Regions from separate parts of the Mus musculus genome. Here regions 1, 2, 3, 4, 5 and 6 are each linked to region 7. A link is a contact called in public Hi-C, HiChIP or PLAC-seq and promoter capture Hi-C data. All regions are on one chromosome and are shown on one strand. Each heading gives the region's core, a stretch centred on a gene start, on an enhancer-like site or on the middle of the called end of the contact. The rest is flanking DNA. Distances are from core to core; before and after follow the strand shown.

Region 1 (3,173 bases), core at 332-2,831, 410 kb before region 7:
TTGGCTTACTGTGCAGCTGCTGGACTTGGTTGGAGGAGCCATGGAACATGGCAAGTCTGGGCAAAAACACAGACCATAAGAACTACAGTCCTTTCCTCCTGCTGGGTTTCTAAACACTGGAGAGAAGAAGTTGCACGGAGAAATGAGTCCTGAGTCCTGGGAGAGATTTCCTAATCAGCAAGGGATGCTAAGATGATCCCTTCTCAGGGCGAAGGATCATGGGAGTCAAGATTAGTATTGAGCAGTGGTAAATGAGAGACCCAAGGGTGACTCAGACTTGGTTTCCATCCAGGTCTTTGCACTCCCCATCAGGAGAGCTATTTGAAATGACCACTCACTTTTTCCTTTCTGTCTCTGTCTCTCATTATCCTCTCTTTATTTTTATGCATGTATAAATATGTACACTTTTAAATCTAGCTTCTGTATAAAAGAGAAAGCATGGGTTCTTCTTGTTATGCGCTTTGACTTATTTCATTTAACCTGATGTTTCCAGTTGCATCCATTTTTATCCAAGTGTCAAATACACACACACACACACACACACACACACACACACACACACACACACACACACACAACACGTGTGTGTGTGTATACATATATGTGTATACATATATGTGTGTGTGTGTATATATATATATACATATACATACACACACACACACACACACACACACACACACACACACACAAGATTCCATTGAATAGAGGTATTGTCTCTTCTTTGTCCATTTGTCTGTTGATGGACATCTCCTAGGCTACACAGAAAGACTATGTAAATAAATAAAGATTCAGATAATTAAATAAATACATAAATAAAATTTCCAAAAGGTAAAAACAAATCAGTAAGTGAAGAAATAGCCTTGAGCTCATTTTAGACTTTCTTTTGAGGGAATGGAGGAATCACTCAAGGCTCATAAAGAAGAGGCTGCCATGGTCAGAAATGATTCTCTGCTAGAAATGAATTAGGAGGTATAGAGGGGAGCCTGACACAATGTTACAGTGATGAGCACTGAGCGTGTTATCAAGAAAAGATGGATAAAGGTGTTATTGACAGGGCTGAGGAGATGGTCCAGGGATAAACCACTTGTTGGTAAGCATAAGGACCTAGGTTGGGAGACCACATAAAGATGGATGTGATAGTGTGCGCTTGTAATTCCAGGTCTTTTGTGTTGGGATAGGAGGCAGAGGCAGGAGGATTTCTAGAAGCTGGTAGGCAATAGTGATGGTGAGCAAGAGAACCTGCCTCCAACAAGGCAAAGGCAAAAGCACTGACACCTGAGATGTTCCTCTGACCCCCCCCCCCCCACACACACACACACACACAGGCACTCGAGGAGAGAGGGGGGAGGGGAGATTAAAAGAGTGGATAGATAGGGAAAGAGAGGAGCAAATGAGGATGACTCTGTAATTGTCACGTGGATGGCGAGCCCTGGAAGGAGACAGGAGGCTCGCCAAGGACAGCCAAGCGTATTGTTAGGAATGAGGAACCTGAGAACACGAGGAGCAAACTACCATGGTGTGAGCCACTGAAGGAGCTGGATATCTAAGACTCGGGATGCTGGTTGTCAGGGAGACACTACCCATGATGTCACACTCTGGTGACTGCTGTTAATGAAGTGTAATTAGCAACGTGGACAGAACACATGGACAAAGAGACATGGGATACATTCCCTAAGCCTTTAGAAAGGGACTCATTCTCATGCTATCTGTATGCCAGAATTATTTCCTTTTCTTTTTTAATATTTTCTTCACTCTTTTTTTGTTTTATCCAGTTCTTTTACTTTGTGTGTGTTTTACCCCTTTAGGACAACAATCTCAAACTTACGGGGGGTTGGGAGGAACAAAAAGGAAGGGAAAAAGTAACTGTTTTTGTTTTTGTTCTCTCTCTCTCTCTCTCTCTCTCTCTCTCTCTCTGAATTTCCAGTCTAATCCAAGAGCAAATCTGGCATAAGGGAAATCATTTTGGAAAATAAAAGTCACCTACAATGGGGCTTAGAGGGGATCTGGGAAGAAGAGGCAAGGGAGGGGGGCAGGGTTTGGATGCAGTTTTAACTGCGGGGTGATCCAAAACAGTTACGTTTTGAAAAGCCTGACAAAACCAAGTGAGAAGGAGAACAGGCTTTTCAGCTCCTCTAACCCCGGACAGCTGGCCCCCTGCCAACGTCAATATTAGCCAAAGAAGCTTGGCCCCCATTCAGGCTGATCAAATGTGACTTAGGAGGATGCGCGGACCCAGGCTTAGAGGACGCACACGCGCTCCGTGAGTCAGGATAATAATTACAGGCTTTAATAAACGCAAACACGGTGATAACAGCTTTACATAGTCAGGGCTGCCGATGCCAAGACCCGACAGTCACCAATTTGGGATTTTAGCCATAACCAAGGAGCCCACTGGTACATTCCCTCCTCATCACGAGCCTCCCCTCTCTGCCAGTACTCCATAACCTAGCAACCCCAACCAGTCACTTGGCTTAGGTTCCATCAAGGATCCAGATTTGGCTCCCGATGCGCCCTACTGCCTGATCGTGGCTCACAATGTTCTTCTCTGCATGGCCTTCTTTTTAAACTCACTATGCAAATCCCAGTGTTGGGGTTCAGAGTTAGGAATGAGAGGGGCCTGCCTTCCTTCCCTCTGGCAGGTCTGAACTCTTAGTATTTTTAGAGACTATGTTCATGTTGCATACACGAACACACACACACACACACACACACACACACACACACACACACACAGACACACACACACACATACACACACAGACACACACACACATACACACACACACACATACACACACATACACACACACACACACACACACACACACACACACACACACACACACACACCTTGCCCCAACTCATTCAGAACTGCCTAAGATGTACAGTTGAATAGACAGACACGTCACTTAAAAGCCTGAGAGAATCCCTTATAGGCTTCCATTCCATAGCTGACTCTCTTATTCACTAGTTACCCAAAGGTGAGCCTGTTTCCATCTTCTGAGTCCACAATCCTCACTTATTAAAGAAGAGTCAGAATGTGGATTGCTTACTGACATTGTCAAGGTGGAGGACAGGGGAGGATGACAGTTCTATGGCAGCGCTGTGGAGCAATAGATGTTCAACTAATCATAGCTAACTGTGCCCTGGCTATGTGCCAGCCTCTGTGC
Region 2 (3,118 bases), core at 601-3,100, 390 kb before region 7:
CAAAAAAAGAAAACCTGTTTGGTTTCTAATCCAGCTACGTGCTTTGGGCTGGATAATTAGGAGAACTTTCATAACTCCCTGGTGCTCTCGTTCTTCCACATAACAAATAGAGATAACAGTCTTACTGATGTCAGAGTTGTCTGGCGGTATTCTGTGAGTTTTCCCTATGCAAATATCTTAGGATCTGGCACAGAATGAGAGATCTTGTGTTACCACAGACCAGACTTGCCTATCAGTTGTAGATGGATATTATGGAAGAAGACACTTGAGCTAGCACTTGAATGGTCTGGTTTGTGCCTGGTCCTTGGGACCCTAGCAGCCTTAGAGTCTGGATGTGAAATCTCCTTCATAAGCATTTGGTCTCCAGCACTGGCGTAGGGTCCTTCTGAGACATGTGGCTCAGAAGTGGATGGCTGCGGGCAGGCCTTGACTGTAAAACTGCCTCTGGGTAGAGCCTGGACTTTCTGTTTCCTGGGATCTGCTGCTACTCAAGAAACAGAAGATGAAGTTGGACTGATCCAAGCTGCTATGTCATGCCTGTCCCACCATTCATTCAGTGAATTGAATCCTTTGATGCTGTGAGCAGTCTCAGTTGGGTATCATGCTAAAACTAAAGGAAGAGCAACTAATACAGAATTGATGGAAAGAATAGGAAAAATAAAATCCGGAGGGTGTGGGGCAGGGAGGAAGGAGTCTTAGCAATAGATTGCCAATTTCCTCTTGTCCTCTTCTACCCCACCTTGATGCTAGGGTTCAAGTGTGAAAGCCTCTTCCAGACAGGCAAGAGCTTTCCAGTACATTGCTCCAAACTCCCATGACCTGGGGAGCCTCATCTAGGTTTTTGGGATGCTTTTTGTCATTCAGTAGTGAAATGAACACTTTTGTGTCCCTGCTTCAGAGCAATAACCTTCTGGTTTAGGTCTTTTGTGTCCACGGAGGGGTAAGGTAAGGGTTTTCTCCTTGGTGAACTGATTTACACAGTAAATGTGATAAGGTATGCCTATCATTCTATTCTATATGCTTGGCCCATGGGGGAGACTCAGCAGATGTTGACTGAATATGTAAGTAGGCAATGAATAAACAAACAAAGGAGGGGGGCAATGAGTACACAATATTTTCCACCTCAGACCGGCTTAAGGCAGAGTTGTATCATTCAATGTGACAGAAGTTTTGTCCTCACCTGGAACCTTACTTCAGGTCCCACCCAAACCTGCTGGATCAGAGTTTGTGCATTAACAAGGTCTTTGGGTGACTCAGATATACCTTGCAGTCAGAAAAGACTGGTCTAGCAGTTAGGAGAGAAAGTTCTAGAGACTGGATTTAAACCTCTGTGTGTGTGTGTCCCAGTGGTAGATTACTCCTGGTGGGCTTTAGTTTCCACTTCTGTCAGATGGGTATGATGGTGGCAACCACCTTGTGTTCTTGTGATTTTAACAGAAGTAAATGACTTGCACAGTGCTTGGGAAATAAGAAATGCTATATTAGCAGTTGTGTTATCCAAGCCCCTTGGACTGTCCAGAAGACCAGGAAAGAAGAAAACAAACAGCTCCTTCAAGCTCTTCATAGACACTGCCCACTTCCTCTTCATAGCTGGGAGTGGGACCAAATAGCCGCTGGCTACTCCTTCCTGCCTGCAACTCCATTGCTGACGTGAGTAGCGTGCCCTTTCTCTCAGCTGTCAAGCTGGAGCTTCCTGAAGCAGAGGACAGCAGCCAGACACAGAAGGAGCACCTCCTTTTCCCTTCTGGCTGAGTCATGATATCTCCATTCAGACAGGGATCTGGGCAGGTGGGAGACTCTGCAAGCCCCAGGTCAGAGTAGGTGACTCACATTGCAGAGTGAGTCATCTGTGTTACATAAGGGCAGATCAAGGTATTCAAATACAGCTGCAAGCTGAAAACTGTCCTCTCAGACTGGGGAGGGGGCGTCAGGGAGGAGACTTGCCTGGAGGCATGTCCCGGAATCTATATGCCCAAGGGAGATACTTTCGTCATTAGCACCTTCACCATCATTTGATGTGGTTGCAATCTGAAGCAGGCAGGTAAATTCCTTTTCAGAGCAAGGGAGAGACTGTGAGCAACTCGCTAACTGAGATAGAGATTAATGAGCACCCCAACACTGGGGATAGGAGAGACCGTAATAACTCCTCCTTAAGAGCTAGCGAGGAAAGTTGCGGAGTCAGACTAAAAGGCAATTAAATCGAGGAAATGTATTTATTTAATGAACATGGGAATAAAGCTTAAAGCTTTGCTACTGATTAAGCTGACAGAGTTCTTCTTTAACAGAGGAATAGTCAAGGATTGTGAGGCTCTGGAGGGATGGATAGCCACCTTCTGATCACTAAGAAGGAATCAATGCTGTCCTTCTGACTTGTGACAGCCAACCTTCTAGGTTTATGCTAAAGAATGGGCGTGAAATCTATGGAAAACCAAAAACATTTATGAAGGAAGAAATGGTCACTAAATCCTTACTTATTGGAGGGAAATCATATATAGAAAACTACCTTAAAGTTCAACTTTGCAGTTTGTTTTCATCTTTAAAAAGTAAAGCTACCATGCAGCCAGGTGTGGTAGAAGAGCTGAAAGTCCCCAAGGCCATAGAAAATGCCACAAGTAAAATGTTAGGTAAAATGAAAGAACAGAAAGCAAGCCTTGGGACCAAGGCTCCATTAACAAAAAGTAATAGGTCACTCCAGTTCGAAAACAAAAATCAAACTCTGGAAGTCTTGAAGGAGAGCCAGCAGCGGCGATTAGGAGTTAATAAGTGGCTTTCCCTTTAAGTTGACTTTAAGAAATTTCCACAGCAACACGGCTTTATAGCACTAATGTGTGTATGTATAATAACTCAAGAAGCACACTTATATAAACATATAAGTATACAATGCATAAGTAATATAGATGAAACATATAGCTCCATAGCATTAATAGCATAATCTATATACATATATATGTATATATATATATATATGTATGTATGTATGTGTGTGTATATATATATATATATATATATATATGGAGAGATATATGGAGAGAGAGACTATAAAATTGAAGAGGAGGTAGCTATATAGCTGATACCTTATTATCTTTTGATTATATTCATGCATGACTATAGACCAGCA
Region 3 (2,830 bases), core at 167-2,666, 430 kb after region 7:
TTCAGGTAAGTCGTAAAGTCTTCCCTGCAGCCGTTTCGGTGATTGATCCTCAGGCACGATTAAAATTCAAGAGATGTGCTGACGTTTTAATAGAACAAATAATTTAAATACGTGAAATGTGTTAGGTGGTAATAGTTTTTGTAATATATACCAGACAGATTTTTGGGAATTTTCCCCCTCCCACACACCCCCCCCCAAAAAACAGAAAAGCTTTATGGGTGAGCCTGAGGAGAATGGAAAGGGGGAGCTCCTGTTCTGGGGAGAAGCCATAAAATCTGCAGCCACTTGAATCAGTGCACTTAACGTTGAAGAGCAGGCCAGATTTAAAAAAAAAAAAATCAGCCTTCTCCTTTGTGTTTCTAAAAATGCTGTGGGGAAAAAAAATAGCCATTTGAGAGCCAGGAGTGGAGCGATGCCAGCACTCAGGAGGCTGAGGCAGGAGGATTGGAAATTTGAGGTGGCTTGGGCTGCACAGTAAGACACAGATGCATGGACACACATATACACCCACAGGAGAGAGACAGAGACAGAGACAGAGGGGGAGGGAGGGAGGGAGAGAGAGGGCAGGAAAGAAGGAAGGAAGGGAGGGAGGGAGGGAGGGAGGGAGGGAGGGAGGGAGGGAGGGAAGGAAGGAGGGAGCAAGGACTAAGCATGGCATGGTAGCACATGCCTATAGTTCCAGCACTCAGAAGGTGGAGCTAGGAACCAGTATTGTAGATTAAGTTCAAGGATAGCCTGGGTTACAAAGTAAGTCCATACCTAGCTTGGGCTGCTTAGAGGATAAATCCTGTCTCTAAAACATCAAAAGCAATAACACCCACACAAACAACAGAAACAGGATGTAAGATATGGCTTGCCTTTCTTAAAAACAAAAGGAATAATCTAGTGGGGGCTGGAGTGATGGCTCAGTTGGGAGGAGCAGTTGCCATTCCTTTGAAAGACTTGGTTTGGTTCCCAGCACCCATGCTGGGTGGCTCACAACCACCTGTGACTTCAGCTCCAAAGGATCCAACACCCTCTGCTGGTTTCCAAGACCATCCACACACAGAGCAGCATACACATGTAAACATGCACATACGTGCAAAAGCATGCACATGTAAGAATAACTAAAAGAGTAAGCAAATACTAAAAAAATGAATAGTAACTTGAGAAATGGTTCATGATAAGCCGATTCAAAGAAGACACACACATACACACACACACAAACACACACAAACACACACACACACACACACACACACACACACACACACACACACACACACAGAGCCTCTGATTTTATATTGAAACTCAAAATGAAAATTCTTTCCAGTAAACAACTTTCTTCCTGGTTTTCTGTTCAGTGTTAGGTCGGCTGCAGCAGGGAGGGGCCAGTTTCCCTGGTAACAATACTAGCCCTGTGGCTAAACTCAGGCTACCACCCATGATGTCACTGCCCACAGGACATGGCACAATGGGCTTTTGCTGGTACCACTAGCTCTGCAATACCACTGAAACCGTTTCCACCCAACTTCTTTTTTTTTTTTTTAAATCTCTCTAGCCTGTGTTTCATGCCCAGAGACACAGGAAGGTATCACTTTCTAGAAGTCATTTTATAACCCTGTGATTTCCTTGCCTTTCTCCTGTGCCTCCTCCAAATGGAAGCAGTGAGAGGATCCAGGACGCAGCTGATCTGTCCTCTCAGCTGTGGTGAGCCTGTCTAGATCCTGGCCTCTCGAGGACTCTACGCATTTGTGGAATGAGTGGTGGCCCATCCTTGCCATTCTTCAGGAAGTGGGACAGTGCCATGTGGCCACTTCTTCCCCGTCACTCAAGACAACCCAAGTGCCCTGAGACCCTTTTGCCCTTCTGTCTAGACAGGCACAGCAGAAAACATTTACCATTAATTGATTTTGTTTGGGTAATTCCATACATGTCTATACAGTGTACTCTGGATATTCATTCCTCCCCCCCCCCCCCCCCTCTTAGCTGTTTCCCACCTCTGCCAATGGCCCCTCTTCCTAACAAAACTCTTCTGCACAATTCCTGAGCCACCGCTGATTTTTAACCAAGGCCTTCTCCAATGACCACGGGTTTGGAGTTATCCACTGGAGCCTGGCAGGCTCAACAAAGGGGTGCACGGCTGAAAATAACAACCATCCCTCCCAGAATCCACCAGTTCAGGAGCAAAGGTTAACTTTCAGGTTTCTCTCCCAATGTAACGAGCCAATTCAAGCCACATCAAGAGTATGAGGGCGGGTTTATTGAGAGGCAGCTCTCAGATGGATTCACTGATTCATGGGTAGAGGTCAATGGAGTCACATGCCCAGGCTAAAGCAAGGGAGTTTTATTGGTCTTGGGTGTGGGGTGGGTGGTGACCATGGTCACTTTTGGGTGGCTTTTCAGAAACATGGAGACAAGGAGTGATCCGGGCTTTTCTGCTTGAGAGCAGGGGGCGGGGTTTGAGGAAGAAGAACAAACGGGGTTTGTTTGTGCAGGGGTGGGGGTTGGGGGTGGGATGAGCAGGTGGGATGTTTTAAATTTAGAGTCTTTTAGAGTTCAAACGATCAGGTAAAACTTCTTTCTGATGAAAATGAGAATTTTGAAAGTGCTTGTTTCCTCCAACCAAAGATTTATGCCAGCAGGTCAAAGACCTGTGTTCGCTTTGTAAAATTCGTTTGGTTTTGATTTTCTCTTGTAGAAAGTGGGAGATCTAACCAGCTCTATTTCAAACCCAGGACCCAAGCACCCTTCCTAGTAGGGACATTGAAAGAAAAGGCCACAGAGACCTCCTATGTGGAAACCATTTGAGTAACAAGAAGTGTTTCTGGATAACTATGAGTCTGTTCAT
Region 4 (3,070 bases), core at 248-2,747, 460 kb after region 7:
CCCAAATACTGTGGCTACAAATGTACACTGCTACCGCTATCCACAGCCAGTGCAGAATTACCTTTCTTTCTTTCTTTCTTTCTTTCTTTCTCTCTCTCTCTCTCTCTCTCTCTCTCTCTCTCTCTCTCTCTCTCTCTCTCTCTCTCTTTCTTTTCTTGAACTATAGGTTGAGCCCAGGGCCTTGCTTGCTCTAGGCAAGCACTCTCTCATTGAGCTATGCCCCCAGCCATTGTATAGGTTTATATTGAGACGTGGCACCTTTGAATGTCTTATGCTGGCCTTTAAGTCACTCAGTCCGTGAGCTAGTAATGAATCAGGCATGACACATGTGTGCTACCAGGCCCGATTCACCACTTCCATTTTCTGACCATGAATAGCAAGTTGGGAAGTATGCAGTGTTTCCCTATGTCTTCTTTCTCATAAAAAGCACCCTCAAACCAAGGACTCGATTCTTATTGTGCTGATAAGACAGCCCAGAGGTTGTAGGTCATATGTCCGGCACTCAGCTGATGGAGAGCTGAGCAGAGATATCAAACATGATCCAAAGACTCTGGGACCAACAGCTATTTCTGCTCCAGCTTCCTTCCACAAGCAAACACTTCTCTGCGGCCATCGCACTGGGACGGACCCTCACTGTCCTGCTGACTAGTGTACAAAAGATGAAGTTCCCAGCATTGCTGAAAGGCACGGAAAAGAGGACCTTGGAATGTGGTGCGGAGGGGCTGGTGGGGACTAAATCTCCCTTCACACCAGAACAAGAATGACTTGAGGGGCAAAGTATTCAGTCTCTTTCCCAGTTAGAACTGGGTCAGATATTCTAGCAGAGAGAATGGCTTGTTCTCTGCTCCAGCTGTTATCTGAGCTACACAGCTGGGGGCGGGGGGTGGGGGGTAGAACTCCAACCTGCTCCTTGGACCCAGAGCTGAAGGATTCTCCAGGCTGCATTTGATGGCCTCTGGCAGCTGGAAGGAGGAAGAGAGTGGGGGTTGGCGGGGAGGGGAGAACAGAATGCAGGGAGGGACAGGCACCCTCGTTTCTACTAGTGCAACCAATTACCCAATGAGTCAGATCTACCTGCCTCACAGCTGACAACCGGGCGAACATTCATTCTCTGCCAGATGTTCACGGGTGAGAAGCTGAATTATTTAAAAGGACCCCCCAAGCAGCCATAGGGAACGACGCTGAAATGGGAGAGGAGGTCATGGGTATGACGTGATTGCTCCATTAAAGTCTTGAAAGTCCGACTGTGGGGTCAGCCCTAGCTCAACATCTGCCAGGCTAGTGATAAACTGGGATTGCTCCCAAATCCCTGAAGACAAAAAAAAAAAAAAAAAGTATCGGGGGAGACCCTTTCCTTTGCAGCGTTGGCACTTTCGTTTCCCAGGAAGCTGGGATTTTAAGCTAGTGTACCACGCAAAAGTTCCACTTCCAAACAATCCCAGTACCCTCCGTGATAAATCCTAGCCCTTAGCACCGCGCGTGCGCGCTAGGAAGGCTGGCTTCACTCTGTGCCGATCACTGAGTCTGCCATAAATGCAGTAGAGAGAGAGCTACCGATGGCTTCCCAGATAGCCCGTTCTGCACTTCAAGAATTCTGGGTTCTTCGAGTGGGGGGGAAAAAAAGGAAAGCAAAGAGTTGTTACATGAATTTCATAATTTAGAGATAAATAATGAACACCAAACTTGGAGGAAAATACCCTAGTGTTCATTTTATTTAATATTCTCCATTGGTGGAAATAAATTAAAAATGAACAAGGCTTGTTTATGCCTGCCTCACATTGCCCTCTACTTTTTGAATAGCAACCGCATATTAATTTGCCAGATCCCATAAATTATAATTAGCCCGGAGGATTAACAACATAAATCCTTGAATTTAAAACCAACCTGCCTGCTTCTCTCTTCCCTATACCCTAAAGTAAAAAAGGGCCATAAAACCTATCACTGCTACTTGATCCATTAAACTCCGGAGACATTCTTATTTCAGCTCAGCTACTGGAGGCAGTCTTTGTCAAATCCTTTTTTAAAGTTACAGTAGCTTGATAGGCGCTGGGAATCAGGGAGATGAGGATCTGTGTCAACATCCAGCAGAGCGCACAATGCCTGGCAGCCAGGACACTGGGAGATAGGGCCCAGGTACTAAACAGAGATGAAAAGTGGGCCCGGCCCCGCCCCCACCCCACTGAGCCCCAGGATGCAAAGGAGACACACAAGATCATAGGCCGTATCTGACTGACATTGGAAGACAAGCATTTGAAGAAAGACTACACCAAATTTGAAAATGCTGGCCTTGCTGATGGGGAGGGTGAGCTTTTTTTTTTTATGAGTGGGCTTCAGGGAGTGCTTTCTCCAGGGGCCGGGTGGATGGATTGGTTGGTAGTGTTTGCCATATAAGCAAGAGGACCAGGGTTTGATCCTCCAGAATGGATGTTAAGCCAAGCACTTAGGACCCCAGTGCTGGGGAGGCAGAGATAGACAGGTCCCTGAAACTTGCTGGCCAGGCTTGCTGGCCCAGCAGATTCCAGGCCGGCAAAAGACACCTTGTCTCAAAGAAGAACGAGAAAATCATTTTTCACGGTTGCAAATGAAAGCAGACTGCTGTTATGTAGGGACCATGTGTGTCCATGCCCTTCAGAGTGGGCCTTTTCTAATGCTGTCCCTAGAGACTTGAAAGAAGGTAATGGTCCACTGAGGACCCATAGCAAGTCCCTGGCCACGTCCCATGTAAATCACCCCAATAGGTGTCCCCTTCTCCTATACTGCTCTTTCCTGGTTTTAACAGGAAACTACACACTCAACTGTGAGCTACACCTGATGGTTCTCCTCCCTCACAAGATGTCCTCCTGGTTGAGGACACTAGGTTCCTTTTAAGTAGTCTCCTCATTCCCAGAGACCAGACTTGCTCTGAGGAGACAGCCTGCTGGGTACAGAGAACCCTGGGACAGGCCCCCTCTAATGCTGTGTCTTGAGGTCTGGAAAGCTTTGGTGACATTGGGTTGCAAGCACACGTGAATATACACCACATACACACACACTCACACACTCAGGTTATGACATGCCCTTTTAAATATAG
Region 5 (2,857 bases), core at 349-2,848, 400 kb after region 7:
CCACAGCACCTGCAGAAACTAGGCACCCCCAAATGCCAAGAGCCAGGCAGAGCTCTGAGACACACTCAGTTCCTTCTCTCTCGGGGTTCAATGTAGGTGAGGGATGAACAAAAGGTGACACCATCAAGGCAATGAGAGAAATTAACAAGGTGGCTGCTTCCACCTGCTAGCTGGCAAGAAGCACAGTCACTTGCTGGCACAGGGGGAGGCTCCTGGTTTGCCCTGCCTCCGAGGGCTTCTGCAGGAGCTCCAGGTTCCTAAGAGCCAGGATGACCTGCCTGATAACCTGGCAGGCCACCAGCTGCATTGAACCCAAGCCCATGTGTGTATCACAATGCAGGAAGCCCTCTTAAAAGGGCACATGAATTAGCTTCCTGAGACTTTAGGTTTTAAAAGCTTCTGTGATTGAATTTGCTTCAGTATATTATACATACATACATATATATATATATACATACATATATATATATATATATATATATATATATATATATATATAATTTCGAAGACTGGTTCTGTTGTCAGGACATTAGAAGACAAAACAATAGCAGGGGGTGGGAGAGAGAGAGAGAGAGAGAGAGAGAGAGAGAGAGAGAACAAATTTACTGGTTTCTACAGTAAAGTGCTTTTGATATGGACGGAGATTGGAGATTGGCTGGCGGAAAGCAATATAGCACTAGAAGGCTGTCGTGCACAGTTAAAGAATCAGCTTCCCTCCAGTGACTTGATTGATGCCAACTGAGCTTGTGTTAGCACAGTACTCATGGTCAGAGCATCTGCGGTCAGGTCAGGGGCCACTTTGATAAAAACCTTAGGGAAAACACAACACAAAACTAAATGTGTGTTTCCATGTAATGTAGAACGACGACCTACGTGGTACTGTGTATGTCCCCTGTAAGCTGGTTGAGAGATGAAATTAAATTTAAATTAGGAGGAAAAAGAGCAACAGAATGTAAAAAAGGAAAAAAAATCAATCAACCAACCAAGCCAATGAAAGGAAAGCAAAGGAAATGATTTAAGGATAGGACACGAGGCTCAGGGGTTAAAGACACATGCTGCTCTTGCAGAGGACTCGAGATTGGCTCCCAGCGCCTACCCTGGGCAGCTCTTAACCAGTTGTACCTCTAGATCCTGGGGTCCATCGCCTCTAGTCTCTGAAAGAACCTGCTCTCCAATGCACACTGCTACCCCTGCCTCCGCCCCACATAATTTAAAAATGAAATGATCATGTTTTAGAAAGTCAAAAAAATAAAATTCTAGGTAGAATAGCAATAACCATTGTCTTTTATAGGAAATGGGCAAGCGGTAAGTGTGGTCATTACATTTGTTCAGAATGAGAATATAAATAACAGTGTTATACTATTTAATAAAGGATGTATGATCATATTATTAGATGCGTTCTAGAAATAAAAGCCCTTACTAAACTCAGACCCTCTCCCTGGGGTCAGCATCATCTGCAGGCACACAAACCGAGGGTTGCTGCCACGTGTTGGTGTCTCCTGTCTTCCACGTTAATCTGTGCGCTCCATAGCTGCTCCCTTCTTACGCTCTAGGTGCTGGGCCTTTGGTCAGCAAATAAACCATTCTTGAACTTACCATAACCTACTTCCTCTTCCATTTGGCTTCTCCTGGCTGACTAATCCCTTTGTCTATTCTCAGAAACATTTCCCAACATCTCACTTTTTTTTTTTTAAATTAGGGAGTGCACATGGGGAAATATTTAAATAAGTCAATGTATTTACAATCTGTAGGCAGGGCCTGAATAACCCACAGAAATTCACAAAACCTTGGCCCAGGTCGATGAAGAATTACAGCCACCGTGCCTTTCCTACAACTCGAAAGGCTTTATTTCCTTCTTACATTAGGAGGAGATGGGGGAGAATGGGGAGGAGAGGGAAGAGGAGAAGAAGAGAGGAGGGGGAGGTGAGGAGGAGGAGGAAAAAAAGGATGACCTTGCAAATTACAGTATTATAAATTGTTCTTCTAAATTTGGAAAGAAACTGAAAGTCAGGAAAAAAAAAAAAAACCCTCCTCGAATAAGCTTGCAAAGACTTAAGGAGACCTTTTCCCGTAAAGGAAGAAGAAGAAATGCTTGAGTGTGAAAACTGACTTCTGGTTTTCTGTTTGATTTTTCTAAAAAAAAAAAAAAAAATTATCTTCTACAATGGAAATCGTGCAATCCTTTGAGGGAGTGATTCATGGTCAGATTACATTTTCTTAATCTGACATTTATTTAGAGAATGAATAGGGCTCACTGACTTAGGAGGCTGGTATCGTTTTCATCTGCAGATAGAGTTAAGTGGTCATGTCGGTTCGGTTGTACGATAGATACAACATCCCTCCCAAAGAAATATTATTGGGAAGGCGGAGGAAGCGCGGCTCTCCTGCCATCAGTTCTGGCTCTACTTCTATCTTTATCATCTGTTAGCTGGATGACTTTTGGCAAATGGCATGGCCTCTCTGGTCTCTGCTCGCTGTGTGTCTGGTTTACGGTGGATAAAAACCCGGAAATAACAGTGCCAGGATGAACTGAGATAACAATGGCTGAGAAAAATGCGTGAAGGAAACATGCCACGCAGCAGAGAATTGCTCCCACTGGGAACCCATGATTGGATTGGGTTACTGAAGGGCAAAGGGCTATCTAAAACTGTTCCAGAATAAGGCGGAGCCTGGGGTTGGGCATTGGGAGGGGCAGGGATCACAGGAGATTCCAGTTTTCGGATCTTATTCCCATGTCTCCTTTCAGAAGAGATACCGTGTCTCTGAGAGTGCATGGCCCTGGGAGTGAGTACCAAGCAAGCTATGGAATAGTGCTCAATAGAGCTATTTTGGACCTCTCTGTGCAGGAGAGAGGAGG
Region 6 (3,123 bases), core at 569-3,068, 470 kb before region 7:
TGTCAACTTGATACAAGCTAGGATTATCACAGAGAAAGGGGCCTCCCTGGAGGAAATGCCTCTATGAGATCCAGCTGTAAGACATTTTCTCAATTAGTGATCAAGGGTGGGAGGGCCCAGCCCATTGTGGGTGGCACCATCCCTGAGCTGGTGGGCCTGGGTTATATAAGAAATCAGGTTGAGCAAGCCAGGGGAAGCAATCCAGTAAGCAGCACCCCTCCATGACCTCTGCATCAGCTCCTGCCTCCAAGTTCCTGCCCTGTGTGAGTTCCTATACAGACTTCCTTTGGTGATGAACCACAATGTGGAAGTGTAAGTTGAATAAACCCTTTCTTTCCCAACTTGCTTCTTGGTCATGATGTTTTGTGCTGGAATAGAAACCCTGACTAAGACATAGTATAAGTCTCATTCTATCAGCTTTTGAATTTTCCTGGCAATATAGAAACCGTGAATGTCTTATACTGAAACAACATTTTGTTTTAGAAGTCTCCATGTATCTCCACAATTACAGGTTTGAAGGGCTTCCTATCCAAAGAGCTGCTGGCTTTGTCCTCAGTAGCCATAAATTATATGCCTACAATCCTAGCATGAAGATGAGAAATTCAAGGTCATCTAGTACTATATAGTAATCCTGGGCTACATGAGGTTCTCTTGGAATAAATAAATTAGCCAAGATTTGGTTGAATAAAAGATGCCTTTGAAAAATGCCTCATTTTAAAAAAGTTTTAGAGGGGACAGTTGCAGGTGATCTTGGTAGGTGGCAGAATGTAGGATCACTCCTCTGGGGACATTCTGTCTTAGAAAGCGATCAGAAGGTTAGAATAACATCAGGGTAACTGGAGAATAGCTTGTGGATGAACCCAACTTTCCCGGATCCACCCAAGGGAACCTACTTCCCACAGGGTGATCTTTGGTCTTTTCCATAAAGCTGTACGTAGGGCTCAGGCTTATATTCACACTGTTTGGAAATCTTGTGGTCCTTCTCTCCTGCTTTGTTCTTTTGGCTTGCCTTGGATTCACAGAGCCCTCAGGAAGACACAGCTGTTCAAATGAGGTTTGGATGACGTCTGATCCCTTGTCCCACTTGGCTCAGCTCTGGAGTCCAGTGTTTTCCTCTTAAGCCCTTAAGCAGAAATCAAAACCACCTGTGAGATACTGGCTAGTGATTGTGGCTCAGACAGACAGCAGGGCAAAGAACTTTCAATGTGGGCCACTGGGTCTTTCAAGTGCACCTCATCCTTTTTCTAAGCAATAAGCAAACTGCTGGCTTTCTTTTGACAGTTGTAAGCAGTGGAAGTGGCCACTAATATACGTCCCACCATCCTTAGCTTGAGTTCTCATCCAGTGGAGAAATCTAGGCACTTATTTTTAGGTCAAGACTGTCTTGAGCAGTGGTTCTCAACATGTGGGGTCACAAGCCCTTTGAGGGTTGAATGACCCTCTCACAGGGGTCAAATATCAGATATCCCGAATATCAGACATTTACATTATGATTCATAACAGCAAAATTACAGTTATGAAGTAGCCATGGGGGTCATCACAACATGAAGAAAATGTATTAAAGGGTTTCAGCAGTAGGAAGGTTGAGAACCACTGGTCTAGAGCACAGATGGTAGATTCAGCCTGGACCCTAATTTTTGGTCAGAGAAAACAAAGTATGGGAATGAGAAGATCAGGTTCAGCTGAGCCTTCCTATGATTCTATGCAAAGGACCTTTGCAGAAATATCTCAAACCTCTGATGGAGGCATTGGTGCCTTCAGGGTGCTATGACTGTACTTAACACTCCATGTTGCCATCTTGAAACCCTCTATACACTTTGAGCAGGGGACTGTGTGAGCCACAGAGTCCCAAATGAAGGGGAAGTTAATTTCTTTCAAACTCGGTATTTCTAGATGATTTGTTCGCAAAGAAAACCAAGAGTAAACATGCTGATGGGGAAAGATTACCATCTCAGCAGCTCATTCAATATTTCTTTATTTACCGAACACTCTCTGAACATCTGCTCCAAACCAGACATTTCGTGAAGCAGTAAAGAGATAAAACTTGCCTACTGTCAGACACGTAGCTTTGCCACTCCATCCACTGGATGAATTTCAATCAGTTTAATTAATCTACACATTTCTGTCTATTTTATGGCACAAAATATGGAACAAATATCCACCCAAGGTCATAGAACTTATAAGTAGTGGACCTAAAATTTCAAGCCAGGTGGGCTGATTGCAGAACTCCCTCTTAGTGACTCTGAAACAAGGCTTACTTGTCTTCTAAAAATGTGCCTTTCTGTGTTGTTTTCTACATAGCTGTTTATTATTATTATTGCAAAATCCCTAATGTAAACAACTCAGTGGAATAAGGATTTAATTTGGCCCACTGTTTCTGAGATTTCCTCCATAATGCTTGGCTCTACCTATTTGGGGTCATGATAAAGTGACATCTCTGAGGTGGGAACTGGGGGAAGAGAAAGCTCACTTTGTGATGGACAGGAAAGGGAGGTAGAGATGCATAAATAGATAGATTTTACATAGGTGGATAGATAAATGATAGATGAATGATAGGTTATATATATGTATATATATATATACATATGACTAATTGATTGATTGATGGTAGATTTTTAGATATAAATGATATATATAGACAAATAGATAATAGATAGAGGATAGATGATGGGTCGATAGATATATGATAGATGAGGGATAGATAGATGATGCGTAGATAGATAGTAGATAGGTAGATAGATTTTATATAGATGGATAGATGAATGATAAGTGATAGATGATAGATAGATATAGATAAATGGCTAATTGATTGATAGATGATAGATTTTTAGATGTAGATGATACATAGATAGATGATACATAGATGGATAGGTAGACAGATATATAAAGGGTAGATGATGGATAGATTATATGATAGATAGATGATAGATTATAGATAGATAAATGATAGATGAATAATAGATGGCAGATAGATAATAGATTATACATAGATAGATAACAGACAGAGACAAAGACAGAAAGAGGTAATGTGTTTTTCAAAGATGGCCCCAGTGACCTACTTCCTCTAACTAGGTCCTATCTCCGCAAGTTTTCAGACATCCCGAAATAACGTGTTCAGCAGTG
Region 7 (2,898 bases), core at 350-2,849:
GGCGCACTGCTCACTGATCCCCGCGCGCATTCTGGGTCCCCGCACCCTTGGCGCCCCCATCTGATCACCTCACTTGCAGAGAGGGACAAAGAGTTCAGTCAAGTTGGGCCCCTGGAGCGTCAGATTCAAGGAAGGAAAGCACTCGGCTACCCCCATCAACAGCCACGAAAGATGCAGAGGATGGATCAAAGATCGAAAACTGCAAGACAAATAAATGCACGTTGTCAGGGTGCGGGACCGGCAGGGGACAGGGGAGTTCTGGCGGATCTCTGCAGCATGAGAGCTGCGGTTCAGCCGGGCAGGCCTCTCTCGAACTCCGAGGAAAGCAAACCATCCTCCCGGGTCCTACCGGATTCCAGCCGCCCTTTTAGTAAACTCTGTCCCCTGGTGCACTAAACTTCGCACCGGCCGGTGGTGGGGGGTGTTGCTCCCTGGCTGCGCCCCAGTAGCAGCGCCGCAAGGGTTAAGCAAACCTGTCCCAGCTGACAGTCAGCTGATTGGGCTGTGATTGACAGCTCCGAAAAGTTTCCTTGTTTCTATACTATTATGCTAATCGCTGCCGCTCTCGCCGCCTCCCATTGGCGGAGAGTGCCAGTCAATTTCCCATTTGAGCCTGACGTCACGGGTGCTATAAAACTCAGCAATTGCTTTAAACTCTTCTCGCTGGGATCAGAGGCTTTAAAATCTCTTTTCATCTTGGAGCTGTAGCTCGGGCTGCTCGTCCGCTCGGCCTCTCCCCCCAACCCTTTTGCTCTCGGCTTTGCCTTGGCCCAGGACTTGCAATTTTGCTTTAAAAAAATAATAAGAAAGAAAAAAAGAAAAGAAAAGAAAAACCAAAACCAAAAGAAAAAAAGTGGGGGAAGAAAGAACTTAACTCCCCCCTCCCTTGCCTCCAGCCGGCCTGCACCTCGGTCTTGCACTTTGCACGGAGGGAGAGGGTGAGAGAGAGAGAGAGAGAGAGAGAGAGCGCGCGCACGCGAGGGATCCGGAGAGAGAAAAGAAAATAATAATAGTAACCATAAGAGCCAGGCAGAAGAGGAGAGAAGCGTGAAGTGTTAACCACTCCGGTGTGGAGGCCGGCGCCTCCGGGACAGCCACCCGCCGCGCCACACAGCCCCGGAGCAGCCTCCGCGCGCGCCCCGCCTGCAGCCCGGCCGGCTTAGGCGAGCCCTCCTTATGCAAAGCGCGCAGCGGAGCGGCGAGCCGGGGACGCCGCGCACCGGGCCGTGCTCCTCCGGCATCCTCTCTGCCGCTGTCATCACCACCGTCACCGCCAGCCGCGGAGGACCTTCCCGAGCCTGAAGCGCCCGGGATCGGAGCTCAGGGAGGCGAGCAGGCGAGGAGGGGGCCCGGGGCGAGCGGAGGAGAGAGAGCGAGAGAGCAAGAGAGAGAAAGAGAGAGAGCACATTGGCGTGAGCAGGGGGAGGGAGGGCGGGCGCGGGGGGCTGCGGGCAGGGCGGGGGGTGTGTGCACGTTCGAGCTTTCGGGCCACAGCCACCGCCGCGCAAGCTAGAAGCGCCCTAGCCCGGCAAGCTGGCTCACCCGCTGGCCACCCAGCACAGCCCGCTGGCCCCTCTCCTGCAGCCCATCTGGCGGAGCGGCGGCGGCGGTGGCGGCGGAGGCAGGAGGATGGCTTCAGAACTGGCAATGAACAATTCCGACCTGCCCACCAGTCCCCTGGCCATGGAATATGTTAATGACTTCGATCTGATGAAGTTTGAAGTGAAAAAGGAACCGGTGGAGACCGACCGCATCATCAGCCAGTGCGGCCGTCTCATCGCCGGGGGCTCGCTGTCCTCCACCCCCATGAGCACGCCCTGCAGCTCGGTGCCCCCGTCCCCCAGCTTCTCGGCGCCCAGCCCGGGCTCGGGCAGCGAACAGAAGGCGCACCTGGAAGACTACTACTGGATGACCGGCTACCCGCAGCAGCTCAACCCGGAGGCGCTGGGCTTCAGCCCGGAGGACGCGGTCGAGGCGCTCATCAGCAACAGCCACCAGCTCCAGGGTGGCTTCGATGGCTATGCGCGGGGAGCGCAGCAGCTGGCCGCGGCAGCGGGGGCCGGCGCCGGCGCCTCCCTGGGCGGCAGCGGCGAGGAGATGGGCCCCGCCGCCGCCGTGGTGTCCGCCGTGATCGCCGCGGCCGCCGCGCAGAGCGGCGCGGCACCCCACTACCATCACCACCACCACCACGCCGCGGGGCACCACCACCATCCGACGGCCGGCGCCCCGGGAGCCGCGGGCGGCGCGTCTGCCTCTGCGAGCGGCGCGGGTGGCGCGGGCGGCGGTGGCCCGGCCAGCGCCGGGGGCGGCGGCGGCGGAGGCGGCGGCGGGGGCACGGCGGGGGCGGGGGGCGCCCTGCACCCGCACCATGCCGCGGGCGGCCTGCACTTCGACGACCGCTTCTCGGACGAGCAGTTGGTGACCATGTCGGTGCGCGAGCTGAACCGGCAGCTGCGCGGGGTCAGCAAGGAGGAGGTGATCCGACTGAAGCAGAAGAGGCGGACCCTGAAAAACCGCGGCTATGCCCAGTCCTGCCGCTTCAAGAGGGTGCAGCAGAGACACGTCCTGGAGTCGGAGAAGAACCAGCTGCTGCAGCAGGTAGACCACCTCAAGCAGGAGATCTCCAGGCTGGTGCGCGAAAGGGACGCCTACAAGGAGAAATACGAGAAGCTGGTGAGCAACGGCTTCCGAGAAAACGGCTCGAGCAGCGACAACCCTTCCTCTCCCGAATTTTTCATGTGAGTGTGACACGCGATCCCAGCTAGCCACCTTGTTAAATGCTCCGTGGGGGTCCCGCTCCTGAGTGGGCTTGCTAGTTGCAGGGCCAAGCTCGCTCGGCCACCACCTCGCCCCCTCCCCTGGCGAGTTTGCTCCCCTTGGCCCTGAACAGACACACAC

The links. Promoter capture Hi-C pulls out the DNA fragments that hold promoters and counts their contacts. Hi-C and Micro-C count contacts between places; a contact is called where the count stands out from the background. HiChIP or PLAC-seq counts read pairs in DNA pulled down with a chosen protein or histone mark.
Region 1: a contact with region 7 is called in an HNF4G HiChIP or PLAC-seq map of pancreatic cancer cells. The contact joins the enhancer-like site here to the promoter of Maf in region 7. A contact is called at or near these places in 4 of 39 promoter capture datasets (3T3-L1-derived adipocytes, frontonasal cranial neural crest, liver and 1 more), 9 of 484 Hi-C or Micro-C datasets (cerebellar granule neurons, cerebral cortex, embryonic fibroblasts and 2 more), 16 of 115 datasets of contacts at active chromatin or transcription factors (SST interneurons, astrocytes, a beta-TC-6 cell line and 11 more) and 1 of 9 other capture datasets (adipose tissue).
Region 2: a contact with region 7 is called in a promoter capture Hi-C map of trophoblast stem cells, with 4 times the contacts expected there. The contact joins the enhancer-like site here to the promoter of Maf in region 7. A contact is called at or near these places in 7 of 39 promoter capture datasets (the 3T3-L1 cell line, 3T3-L1-derived adipocytes, embryonic stem cells and 4 more), 8 of 484 Hi-C or Micro-C datasets (the AML12 cell line, the STO cell line, embryonic fibroblasts and 4 more) and 9 of 115 datasets of contacts at active chromatin or transcription factors (bone marrow-derived macrophages, craniofacial prominence, differentiating embryonic stem cells and 6 more).
Region 3: an H3K4me3 HiChIP or PLAC-seq map of bone marrow-derived macrophages shows a contact between it and region 7, with 13 times the contacts expected there. The contact joins the enhancer-like site here to the promoter of Maf in region 7. A contact is called at or near these places in 15 of 39 promoter capture datasets (the 3T3-L1 cell line, 3T3-L1-derived adipocytes, the HPC-7 cell line and 9 more), 1 of 15 datasets of contacts at CTCF or cohesin (large pre-B cells), 8 of 484 Hi-C or Micro-C datasets (Th1 cells, bone marrow-derived macrophages, cerebral cortex and 4 more), 8 of 115 datasets of contacts at active chromatin or transcription factors (bone marrow-derived macrophages, craniofacial prominence, embryonic forebrain and 4 more) and 3 of 9 other capture datasets (adipose tissue, embryonic stem cells and liver).
Region 4: a Hi-C map of muscle stem cells shows a contact between it and region 7, with 4 times the contacts expected there. The contact joins the enhancer-like site here to the promoter of Maf in region 7. A contact is called at or near these places in 2 of 39 promoter capture datasets (both in embryonic stem cells), 1 of 15 datasets of contacts at CTCF or cohesin (pro-B cells), 11 of 484 Hi-C or Micro-C datasets (bone marrow-derived macrophages, cerebral cortex, cortical neurons and 6 more), 13 of 115 datasets of contacts at active chromatin or transcription factors (astrocytes, bone marrow-derived macrophages, craniofacial prominence and 8 more) and 2 of 9 other capture datasets (adipose tissue and liver).
Region 5: an H3K4me3 HiChIP or PLAC-seq map of bone marrow-derived macrophages shows a contact between it and region 7, with 16 times the contacts expected there. The contact joins the enhancer-like site here to the promoter of Maf in region 7. A contact is called at or near these places in 5 of 39 promoter capture datasets (the C10 cell line, hippocampal neurons, liver and 2 more), 1 of 15 datasets of contacts at CTCF or cohesin (large pre-B cells), 6 of 484 Hi-C or Micro-C datasets (the HPC-5 cell line, LSK cells, bone marrow-derived macrophages and 1 more), 16 of 115 datasets of contacts at active chromatin or transcription factors (SST interneurons, T-cell acute lymphoblastic leukemia, bone marrow-derived dendritic cells and 11 more) and 4 of 9 other capture datasets (adipose tissue, embryonic stem cells, liver and 1 more).
Region 6: an H3K27ac HiChIP or PLAC-seq map of SST interneurons shows a contact between it and region 7, with 7 times the contacts expected there. The contact joins the enhancer-like site here to the promoter of Maf in region 7. A contact is called at or near these places in 4 of 39 promoter capture datasets (embryonic stem cells, maxillary cranial neural crest, second pharyngeal arch cranial neural crest and 1 more), 9 of 115 datasets of contacts at active chromatin or transcription factors (SST interneurons, bone marrow-derived macrophages, embryonic forebrain and 5 more) and 2 of 9 other capture datasets (embryonic stem cells and embryonic tail).

What each region holds. Positions count from the first base shown.
Region 1 is chr8:116,115,204-116,118,376 of GRCm38.p6, reverse strand. No RefSeq gene overlaps it. Among named protein-coding and RNA genes, the nearest start is that of Gm31225, 74 kb to the left of the region's middle. Within about 2 kb of position 1,581, at least 61 of the 459 cell types and tissues checked have an H3K27ac peak or open chromatin away from gene starts, as enhancers often do. A contact at or near this core is called in adipose tissue, astrocytes, cerebral cortex and 5 more, where this site is marked.
Region 2 is chr8:116,095,468-116,098,585 of GRCm38.p6, reverse strand. No RefSeq gene overlaps it. Among named protein-coding and RNA genes, the nearest start is that of Gm31225, 94 kb to the left of the region's middle. Within about 2 kb of position 1,850, at least 24 of the 459 cell types and tissues checked have an H3K27ac peak or open chromatin away from gene starts, as enhancers often do. A contact at or near this core is called in epidermal suprabasal cells and trophoblast stem cells, where this site is marked.
Region 3 is chr8:115,275,072-115,277,901 of GRCm38.p6, reverse strand. The region is part of intron 8 of Wwox (WW domain-containing oxidoreductase); the gene reads right to left. Among named protein-coding and RNA genes, the nearest start is that of Gm39257, 320 kb to the right of the region's middle. Within about 2 kb of position 1,416, at least 51 of the 459 cell types and tissues checked have an H3K27ac peak or open chromatin away from gene starts, as enhancers often do. A contact at or near this core is called in Th1 cells, bone marrow-derived macrophages, liver and 1 more, where this site is marked.
Region 4 is chr8:115,248,293-115,251,362 of GRCm38.p6, reverse strand. The region is part of intron 8 of Wwox (WW domain-containing oxidoreductase); the gene reads right to left. Among named protein-coding and RNA genes, the nearest start is that of Gm39257, 290 kb to the right of the region's middle. Within about 2 kb of position 1,497, at least 7 of the 459 cell types and tissues checked have an H3K27ac peak or open chromatin away from gene starts, as enhancers often do. A contact at or near this core is called in adipose tissue, muscle stem cells and uterus, where this site is marked.
Region 5 is chr8:115,309,937-115,312,793 of GRCm38.p6, reverse strand. The region is part of intron 8 of Wwox (WW domain-containing oxidoreductase); the gene reads right to left. Among named protein-coding and RNA genes, the nearest start is that of Gm39256, 330 kb to the left of the region's middle. Within about 2 kb of position 1,598, at least 4 of the 459 cell types and tissues checked have an H3K27ac peak or open chromatin away from gene starts, as enhancers often do. A contact at or near this core is called in bone marrow-derived macrophages, where this site is marked.
Region 6 is chr8:116,176,121-116,179,243 of GRCm38.p6, reverse strand. No RefSeq gene overlaps it. Among named protein-coding and RNA genes, the nearest start is that of Gm31225, 13 kb to the left of the region's middle. Within about 2 kb of position 1,818, at least 6 of the 459 cell types and tissues checked have an H3K27ac peak or open chromatin away from gene starts, as enhancers often do. A contact at or near this core is called in SST interneurons, where this site is marked.
Region 7 is chr8:115,705,595-115,708,492 of GRCm38.p6, reverse strand. Maf (avian musculoaponeurotic fibrosarcoma oncogene homolog) reads left to right here and starts at 1,599. Exons shown (of 1, transcript NM_001025577.2): 1 at 1,599-2,898. The coding sequence starts at 1,630. The coding sequence ends at 2,742.